Regions from separate parts of the Drosophila melanogaster genome. Here all the other regions are linked to region 1. Evidence: chromatin contacts called from public Hi-C data. All regions are on one chromosome and are shown on one strand. Each heading gives the region's core, a stretch centred on a gene start, on an enhancer-like site or on the middle of the called end of the contact. The rest is flanking DNA. Distances are from core to core; before and after follow the strand shown.

Region 1 (2,846 bases), core at 123-2,622:
TAACGCTTATAGAATTTTCGATTCAATTCTTTATGCCTTTTAACAGTTGAACATATATAATCAGTATAGCAACATTTTCTACCCACTTGTAAATAAGTTTATAACTAATGCAGTTTTTGTTGCCTACTTATTCGGGAGTCGAAAGGTCTGTAATTACAAATAAAGCTTGTGTATAAACGTAGTTCGTAGATTCTCTTTTGATTTTAATCTTAAAACATTTTTTGTTAATAAAAGAGGAAATTAAAAAAAAACTTTTAAACTTTCTAGTGTCTTTATTGTGGAATTTTAATTTTGTGGCAATTTAAAGAATATTTTTATATCTTTAATTGAGCCAAACATTTCATAAATAAAATCTCAAATGAAATGTTAAGAAGCGAGTACAGTTGCGCGTGCACGGACATAAACTTATGGCCGGGACTGTATGGAAAGGTGGGGGTGTAAGGAAAGGACCCCGTTTACGAGGTCGTTGCTTGTTCGTGTGTTTCTGTATCTGGTGGCTCCTTTTTCCGCATTTCCTTTTAACAGGATGTACGCACAGATACGGAATTTGTCCCAGACCATGGTCGGGAAATCGATTCAGGCCAAACGCCAGGAATACGAACACCCAAGCATTTTCGCCTATACATATGTACATATATGCAACGATATGCATACACATACATGCTTGCAGTTTGTGGTCCTGCGCAGTGCTTTACGGATGTCCTTGTTTTTTTTTTTTTTTTTGCTAGGAATGAGGGCTTTTAATTTCATTAACAGTTACAGAGCTCTGTTAAGTCAGCTGTTCGCCGAGCGAAAGAGACGGAGCATACCAGATTCAAGGTCTACATAACTGTATCCTATGTACATACGTTCGGTATCTATACGAAAAACGGATGTGTATCCACGAACTTTACATGGTATACTTACAGGCGGACTTTGGGGGAAGGACTTCGTCACTAGATTCCGTTTCGTGAATATGACGTGCAGGCACGTACGCTGGCAGGGTCGTAGCCCCAAAGGGGGTTAAAAATAAAAATAAATATTATTTTTAATTACTTAAACAGCCAAAAGGGTTTATTTTTAATATTTGGGCGTAATATTAGGAGCAATATATTAAAAGCTATATATATTAATACGAAATAGTAGAATTACTATGCTCAAAATGATGCTAAATTTTAAAGAAAATTTAAAATTTCCTTAGCTTTATCATGGTTGAAGTCTTCGCTACAGTCTCAGCCACTTTGGCAACCCTGGTTGAAGTCCACTGAAAGGTTCGTGTCTCTGATATAAGCCAGTATTTCAGGTATTTTCTTGGTATTTCCCATTGCGGCAGCGAAGATTTTTTAGTACATTTCGCTTGGCCCCTGGGGTATATTCTCACATACCAGCCAAGGCCACACTCTATCAGCAAGCTGTGTGGCGTCCGGTCGCTTTTTCAGTCATTCGTTGCGTCGCTGCGATCTCATCGTTCGTTTTGTTCCTACACGTTTTTGGCGTCGTCGTACATTTACGTGTCCCGCTTACTCGCGCGCACCCTCTCTCTTTCACTCTGCGGCGCGCGTGCCTAAGTGTGGTGTGTGGTGTGTGTGCCTGTGTGCGTGCGTGTTGGCGAGCAGCGCGGCGCAGCACAATAGAAAAGAAGAAGAAGAAGAAGCTGAAGCTGAAGGAAAAAACATAAGTGAATTTTTTTCGGGTGGAAGCGCGGTGAAATATGCGTGCGTGCGCGCGTGTATATGTGCGTGTGTGCGAAAATCAATACGAAAACATGAATAACAAATGCTAAATAAGAAAAATAGCTACAACGCACAACCGAAAAGAAGCTGAAACAAGAAAAAAGAAAGCGAAAAAAAAGGAGAAAATAATAAATAATAGGAATTGGGAATCCAGCAGGAAGGAACAGTTAGCCATTCCAGTGAGCTAAAACAGCACAAACCCATTTCCAGATCCAGCCCATCCAGGGCTTCCAATTGACAGTTGCCAATTGACAGTTGACAGTTGCTAGTTGCCAGTTGACAGTTTCCAGAAACGCAGCAGGATGTCGCTGCAAACGAAAAGGCAGCACTGCTATCTGTGCGATTTACCCCGCATGCCCTGGGCGATGATCAATGACTTCTCGGAGGCGGTGTGCCGCGGTTGCGTCAACTATGAGGGCGCCGATCGCATCGAGGCGGTGCTGGACGCCGCCCGCCAAATGAAGCGTCTCCATCCCGCCAGCAAACAGCAGCGTTCCCATGAGAACGGCGAAGTGTCCGCCGCTGCAGCGGCCGCCGTCGTCCTACAGCAGCAACAACAGTTACAAGTCGGTCCAGTTCCGGGACAAGGACCGGGTTCCCATCGCGGCGGAGGTGGCGGCGGTCCACCGGGTGCTCCGCCCGGAAGTGGTGGTCCAGGTCCGTCGGGCGCCGGTTCGCTCAGTTCGCTGGGCAATGCCGTTGCTGCTGCCGCCGCCGCTGCTGCAGTGCATCATCACCATCAGATGCCCTATCAAATGCCAGTGCCACGCATCGGTCCGCCACTGGACTATCCCGTTAAGCTGGAGGATGCCCCCGGTGGCGGCGTACGACCCGTACGCATTTCACACATGACGCCCCACCACCTGCCGCCAAATGCGACCCGCGGCGGTGGCGGTGCACCCGGCGGCGGCGTACCCACCGCCGGCAGTGGCGGTGGCAGCCTACCGCCCGCCCTATCCGTGAATTTAAAGCGTCCGCCCAGCGAGGATGTCGATGTGGATGTAAGCCAGCAGCAACAGCAGTCGGGACACGGCCTGGCGCCAGATGGCAGTGCTGGCAACTCCCTATCCGCCGGCGGAGGCGTATCCGGCGGTTGTCCGCCCGGCATCAAGCGCAGCGCCATGGACGATCCAA
Region 2 (2,846 bases), core at 153-2,652, 880 kb after region 1:
GAAGAAATTATGTTGACAAGAATATACATAAAGATATTTATATATATAAATAAATTATATATAGAAGTGCATGTAGTTTCACTAAGCGCAATATAGTCTATCACCTGTAAAATAGTTGAAAGAAAACAAAAACAAAGATAAAAAACGAACGCAAAACAAAACTAAAACTGATAAATTCAAGCGTCATAGTAAAAGAAATAAATAGTAATGTTTTAAAAAGCAAATATTGAAAGCGATTTACCTTTTCTGCAACTCTGGGCTGTGGGCTTCGCTACCAGGCGAACAGAAATTTCAGAATGAGACCAACGATCTTTTGGAATTTCGTTTTCAGTATACACCTGCTATTTATTGTAATCGCCTGATGCAAAAAATCAATATATTTACCATAAAAATGTGCATTTTGTACAGACTGGCAGTTTGTTTTCTGCTACTGGTTATGATCGCCTGGTACGAAAAATCTAAAAATTTTCCTCAAAAATGTGTAATTCCTTATTCAAAATTGGAAATTCTAATTTTTTGTCGTTGAATTTCATCAGGCAGCTGGTTTTGAAAATCAATAATTTATTGATTTATTTATTTATTTTAGCGAAACTTTAAAAATTATGGTCCAAATATGGAATGTCATACATCGTTGAGCTCGTAATTGAATTCCGAAACAAACTGTTTTTAAAAATGTGAATTCTATTTTTTGGCCATTTTTTGCAAAATTATAAAAAAAATATAAAAAATTGCCAAAAGTTAATGGGATCGTTAGGATTGATAATAATCAGCTATTATAAAATTTTAGGATATCTTATGATGAAAAATCCAATTGCAAATATCAAATTTTGAACAAAATGCAAAACCTTGTCGATTTTAGCTTGTTATTCGTATGACTTACATCAATTACATTAGCCAGTGGGTTGAAAGACTTTTTAACCTGATCTGGATATGAATGATCATTCATCCATAATATGTACTATATTGTAAATATGCATACATTATAACCATCGAATATTGAAGGACCAGTTTTTTATGATGGCTTTGCGGCGGTTCAAGAACCCCGAGGCGCCGGTGAAAGTGCAAATTGAAGATGCGTGCCCTCGTGATGATGAGTCAAGTCGCGGTAAACCCGCTGGAACACTGCTACTCTTAAAAAAAACTCGCAGGAATTCCAAAACACCAAAACAAGAAAATTCCCAAAAAAAAAAACCAAAAAAACAAAAACGAAACGGGTGCCGAAAATTCGAAACGTGATAAGCCTCCGCACACCGTCAATAAAACAAAAAAATAAGAATAATAACAATAAGCACGCGTATGTGTGCTTATGCATAAATAAATTAAAGGCGTCTGTGTGCGTGGGGCAATTGTAATTAAGTACTCAATGAACCGCAGGGAAGTAAAAAAAACAAAAAAAAATGATCACAGATATTAACAAAAACAAATAAAAATAAAAATTAAACAAAGCGGCCAAACAGGCAGCTAAACCGGCAATCGGGGAATCGGAAAAAGGAGCTCCGCTCGTTGGACAAGGTCAAGTCGGTGTCGTCGGCAGCTGGAGCGGATAAGCCGCCTCATTCCGGGGGCTTTGGCTTCGGTCTCGAACTCGAACTCGGATTCGGATTCGGATTCAGTTTCGCCTTCTGATAACCGACGCCCCCGGTTGCGTATAAAACATTGCCGGTGCGGCCCAAACATCAGCACTTGCGGACCAGCATCCCAGTTGATAACACCTCGCTCGATCCCAGAGTTTCCACCAGAGATTACCCAAAACGAAATCCAGTATCGAGCAGTATGTCGCAGTTTAGCACCGTTGCCGCATTCCTACTCCTCGGCCTGGTCGTCATCCTTGGCGGCCACGTTGGCCAGGCGGCCGTTGCCAAGGTCAAACTGAACAATTCATGTAAGTTTGTGCTGGTGATGTCCACTTGGGTGCAAACCAGTCATATGCCATACTAACTCTTTGCTCCATCGCTTGCAGCGCATCCCGGCAAGTGTGTGCTGGACACGAACACGATCCTGTCGCCCGGGGAGACGGGTCTGGCGCCGGATCTGCCATGCGTGCGGGCCGAATGCCATGCGGATGGCTTGGTGACCTTCAAAACCTGCGATGCAGTCGCTCCGCCACCGGGCTGCAAGCAGCGCGACTTTGTGAACATCAATCGCGAATTTCCCGCTTGCTGCGAGCGGAAATACAATTGCGACAAGCACATCTAACATCTTAAGCCATTATTAATTGCCATAATCCTTAAGTTGCTCAACTAACTAGGAGGCAATGGGCAATGGATTTGTTTTCAGCTTATTATTTCGTTCTTTTTTTTTTTTTTTGTTTGTTTTTATTTATTGTGTATACTACAACATAACAATTAAAATGTAAACGCTTAGCAATACAATTAAATAATTTAATAGAATCATTAACAGAAAATACATATGCATGTACGCTTGCTTGTGTGGGCTTAGTTGGGTGTGGAGTATGGTGAGATGAGGTGTGTACATTCCCCCAACCCAACAATCAATCGCATCTCGTCATCCGATTCGGCTCGTTCTGGCGCCGGGTCATAACGTTGGACCACTGGATAGCCATGTACCATCTGGGTGGTATGCATGGCCGTGGTTGAACGCTACATTCACTACACTAACTGATTACACTAGATGGCTGGCGCGCATTAGACGCAATAAAATCGAATTAAAAAGTATTAAACAAAATCACAAGGACGAAGAAGGCAGGGGAGGTAATGTTACTAGGCATGCATACATACATACATACGTATATATGTACACCTGCGTGTTGGCTGTCCGTCCAGAACGAGGCGAATCCGAATGTATGGATGGATTGAATCCTTTTTGGTGTGTTTGGTGTGTCCTGT
Region 3 (2,846 bases), core at 145-2,644, 770 kb after region 1:
CAATACAAACATACAAGTACAATTTCTGCTCTCTCCTTCTCTTTGCACTGCTTAGCTTCCCCATTTTTTTCGCTCTATTCTTGGCTCTTTGTTTGCACAACTTACACGTCTGTGATTTCGACAGAGCAAAAATAAACAAATAGTTGCATAAATAGAAGATATGATTTTCATATTCGTACACATATGTATATGCACGATTTTCTTTCCTTTTCTTTTTCAATTTTTTTTTTGCGCGTCAAACAGAAACAACTAGAAGAAGAAGATGAAGAACTTACCACTTGCGTTGTTGTTGCTGTTCGCTGGTTGAATCAGCAGCAGCTGAAACACAACAACACTGCCACTCGTTTCGCTCGTTCCACTTTTCTCACACGTTCCGCAGAGCGCGCGCAAAAACAACAACACAAACAAAAATCATATGTTTCAGCTGCTCGCTCTCCTACTCTCTCTCACTTGGTCTCTCTTTCTCACTTTAGCTTTTGTTGTTGATTTCCTTTATGGTGTGTGCTTTTCGTCAGTTGTTGCTGTTGTTGTTCTTAGTTCTTGTTTGCAGCTCCTCTTTATTATTATCTTCGGTTGTTGCAGGCGGCAGCAGCAGCAACAAAATCTCCAATTGCGTCTTGCTCTTTCTCTCTCTTTTGCTCCGTCTCCCCCTTATGTTGTGTTTATATGCTTCTTATTATTTTGATTTGCCACGCCCTCAAACTGTTGTTGCTTAATATTGGGCGTCTACTAATTAATTACAAGCTTTTTCGAGACGCGCAGCAAATTCTCAACTGCGGAGCTCGAGTTTTGTTTGAAAAAAACTGAACTATTTTTTGTATGTTTCTTCTTCGTCTTCCTCTGCCGCTGCCGCCGTCGACGCAGAGCCCTATTGCTGGCTCACTCCCACTCGCGTTCACAAATTCACGCACACGCACCAATACAGACACAACGACTGCGCTGCGTCGTACGTTTTACTTAAGTTTCCTTTTCGTCGTTTTTCGTTTATGATTTTGTTATTGTTATCGTTGTTGTTTTTTCTGCTGCTGTTGCTTACTGCCAATGTTGTTGTTCTTGCTGCACAAAAAGTAACTGCGACATTAAATCTGCAAAACGTTCGCCTTGTTTTCGTACTCTCCCGTTAACTTATATACATAGGTCTTTATATATATATATATGTATATATCGATTAAGAGACGATTTATGCGTCGCAACAGAAAAAAAAGAAGAAAATAACCAAGAAACTCTGCTGCCAGAACGAAAGGGAAAAAACTAGTACTAGCTGGTCTGACTGCTGGCGAGCGTTTGCCTTTATTCGTGCAATATCTTTAGCGGACACTTAGTATTATTAATTGTTATTATTTTGGTTGCTGCGCTGTTTCTCTCTCTGTTTTTTGTCTCGCTCTTTTGGTTTCTGGGTGCTATGCCAGTGTGACCGTGCAGCTGTAATATGAAATACCAAATTTTATATTACAGCATTCTGAGTGTGACCAGACTTTATATACGAGTGTATGTCCTTGTAACGGATAAATCTAGTTGCAGTCTATTTATTTAAAATATTAGCAAAGCAGCTTAATATGAATAGCTAACGGCTTTTAAAATATTAAAACACAACACCATATGCTCTGAAAAAACGTATAGTTTCACCACCGAATTATTCAGTAATAAAAGTAATTATTTTAATTAGTATTTTTTTTTTCATTTTCAAATTTGAGCTTTTGTAGCATTATTTAGTATCTAATTGCCCTAGGCCGGAACCGATTATTGAATTCAGACCACCGCCATTTGGCAACACTGGCGCTGCATTAGCGGCAAAAAAGATTAATTTGGCCATTTACGTTGGCGTAAAGTTCTGTCGCACAACAATTATAAAGCTCGACCAGCTGGGTTGGTAAGCGTTCATGATCGCTCCCGTTCGCCGCAGCATTACTCTAATCCTGTCCAGCGGCATATTTTTGCACAACAGCCACATGGCGCATTAAGTTTGTTGTTTTTCGAAATTCGCAAAATGTGTGTTTATTGCGGTTGTGCTTACGTGTGTGAGTGTGTGTGTGTGTGTTGGGTTGTGTTTTGGTATCCAGAGTGAGTTCATCCAAATGGGAAAAAAGGAAAGGAAATGAATAAAGTGTTATATGTTGAAAATAATATATTTGGGTCAAATCTGTGGGTTATGTGTGTGCGTGGGTGTGATTGTATATAAGGCACATTCGTTTTTTTCCTTGATTTCCTTTCGCCTTACTTTCGTTTTCTTTGCGCTTTCTTGTTTTGCTGCTCCGCATGTTTGTTGTTGCTGCTGCACGCGCTTCTTCTGCCGGCGCAACTAATTCGATTTATTTATAAAACGTAGATTTATACATGTTTAAATATTCTGCTCTAAACTAAAATGCAAAATAAAAGCATCTATCTATTCGCGCGCGAGCGCGTATATGATTGTGTGTGTGACCTTCGTGCAATTTTCCAATTGGGAAAGGGGAAGAGAACGAAGCAGTGGCGAAGGAGAGGATGGCAGCCGGAGAGCGAGGTCCTGCGATAATGCAATCAGATCGCCTGTGCATGCGTGTGTGTGTGGGGGTATTTTCGCAGCTTTAATTCAATTTCTCCGAGCAACAAGCACTTACGGTTTTAAAACAATTACACACGGGCACTTTTACAGTTTGAAAGCTTTGTAATCAGGCAATTTACCTCCTCCTTCCTTACCAAGCTCCTCCATATTTATTTGTTTTTTTTTTATGGTGTGTGTTTTTCTACTTTTCTATCGCTATGTCTTTTGCAGCACAAGAACGGCGGAGGTGGCGGCAGAGAGAAAAGAGTGAAAAACAAACCAAAAGACACGGCAAATCAGTCTAGTCAACAAAAGCAGACCAAAT

Evidence for each region. Hi-C and Micro-C count contacts between places; a contact is called where the count stands out from the background.
Region 2: a contact with region 1 is called in a Hi-C map of the Kc167 cell line, with 2.1 times the contacts expected there. The contact joins the promoter of CG2444 here to the promoter of Pits in region 1. A contact is called at or near these places in 17 of 107 Hi-C or Micro-C datasets (the Kc167 cell line, the ML-DmBG3-c2 cell line, the S2 cell line and 10 more) and 1 of 6 datasets of contacts at active chromatin or transcription factors (the Kc167 cell line).
Region 3: a Hi-C map of the Kc167 cell line shows a contact between it and region 1, with 2.6 times the contacts expected there. The contact joins the promoter of rudhira here to the promoter of Pits in region 1. A contact is called at or near these places in 20 of 107 Hi-C or Micro-C datasets (the Kc167 cell line, the OSC cell line, the S2 cell line and 9 more) and 1 of 6 datasets of contacts at active chromatin or transcription factors (the Kc167 cell line).

What each region holds. Positions count from the first base shown.
Region 1 is chrX:12,581,719-12,584,564 of dm6, reverse strand. It overlaps Pits (Protein interacting with Ttk69 and Sin3A), which reads left to right and starts at 1,372. Exons shown (of 3, transcript NM_001272557.1): 1 at 1,372-2,846. The coding sequence starts at 2,015. LIMK1 (LIM domain kinase 1) reads left to right here. Exons shown (of 6, transcript NM_078584.3): 6 at 1-180.
Region 2 is chrX:11,703,856-11,706,701 of dm6, reverse strand. CG2444 reads left to right here and starts at 1,402. Exons shown (of 2, transcript NM_001298206.1): 1 at 1,402-1,882; 2 at 1,961-2,392. The coding sequence starts at 1,774. The coding sequence ends at 2,196. It overlaps PhKgamma (Phosphorylase kinase gamma), which reads right to left. Exons shown (of 11, transcript NM_167297.3): 11 at 2,308-2,846. FucT6 (alpha1,6-fucosyltransferase) reads left to right here. Exons shown (of 4, transcript NM_132512.4): 4 at 1-127.
Region 3 is chrX:11,815,446-11,818,291 of dm6, reverse strand. It overlaps rudhira (rudhira,), which reads right to left and starts at 1,394. Exons shown (of 9, transcript NM_001258702.1): 1 at 1,259-1,394; 2 at 276-1,056. It overlaps CG1578, which reads left to right and starts at 1,741. Exons shown (of 8, transcript NM_001298212.1): 1 at 1,741-1,866; 2 at 2,753-2,846.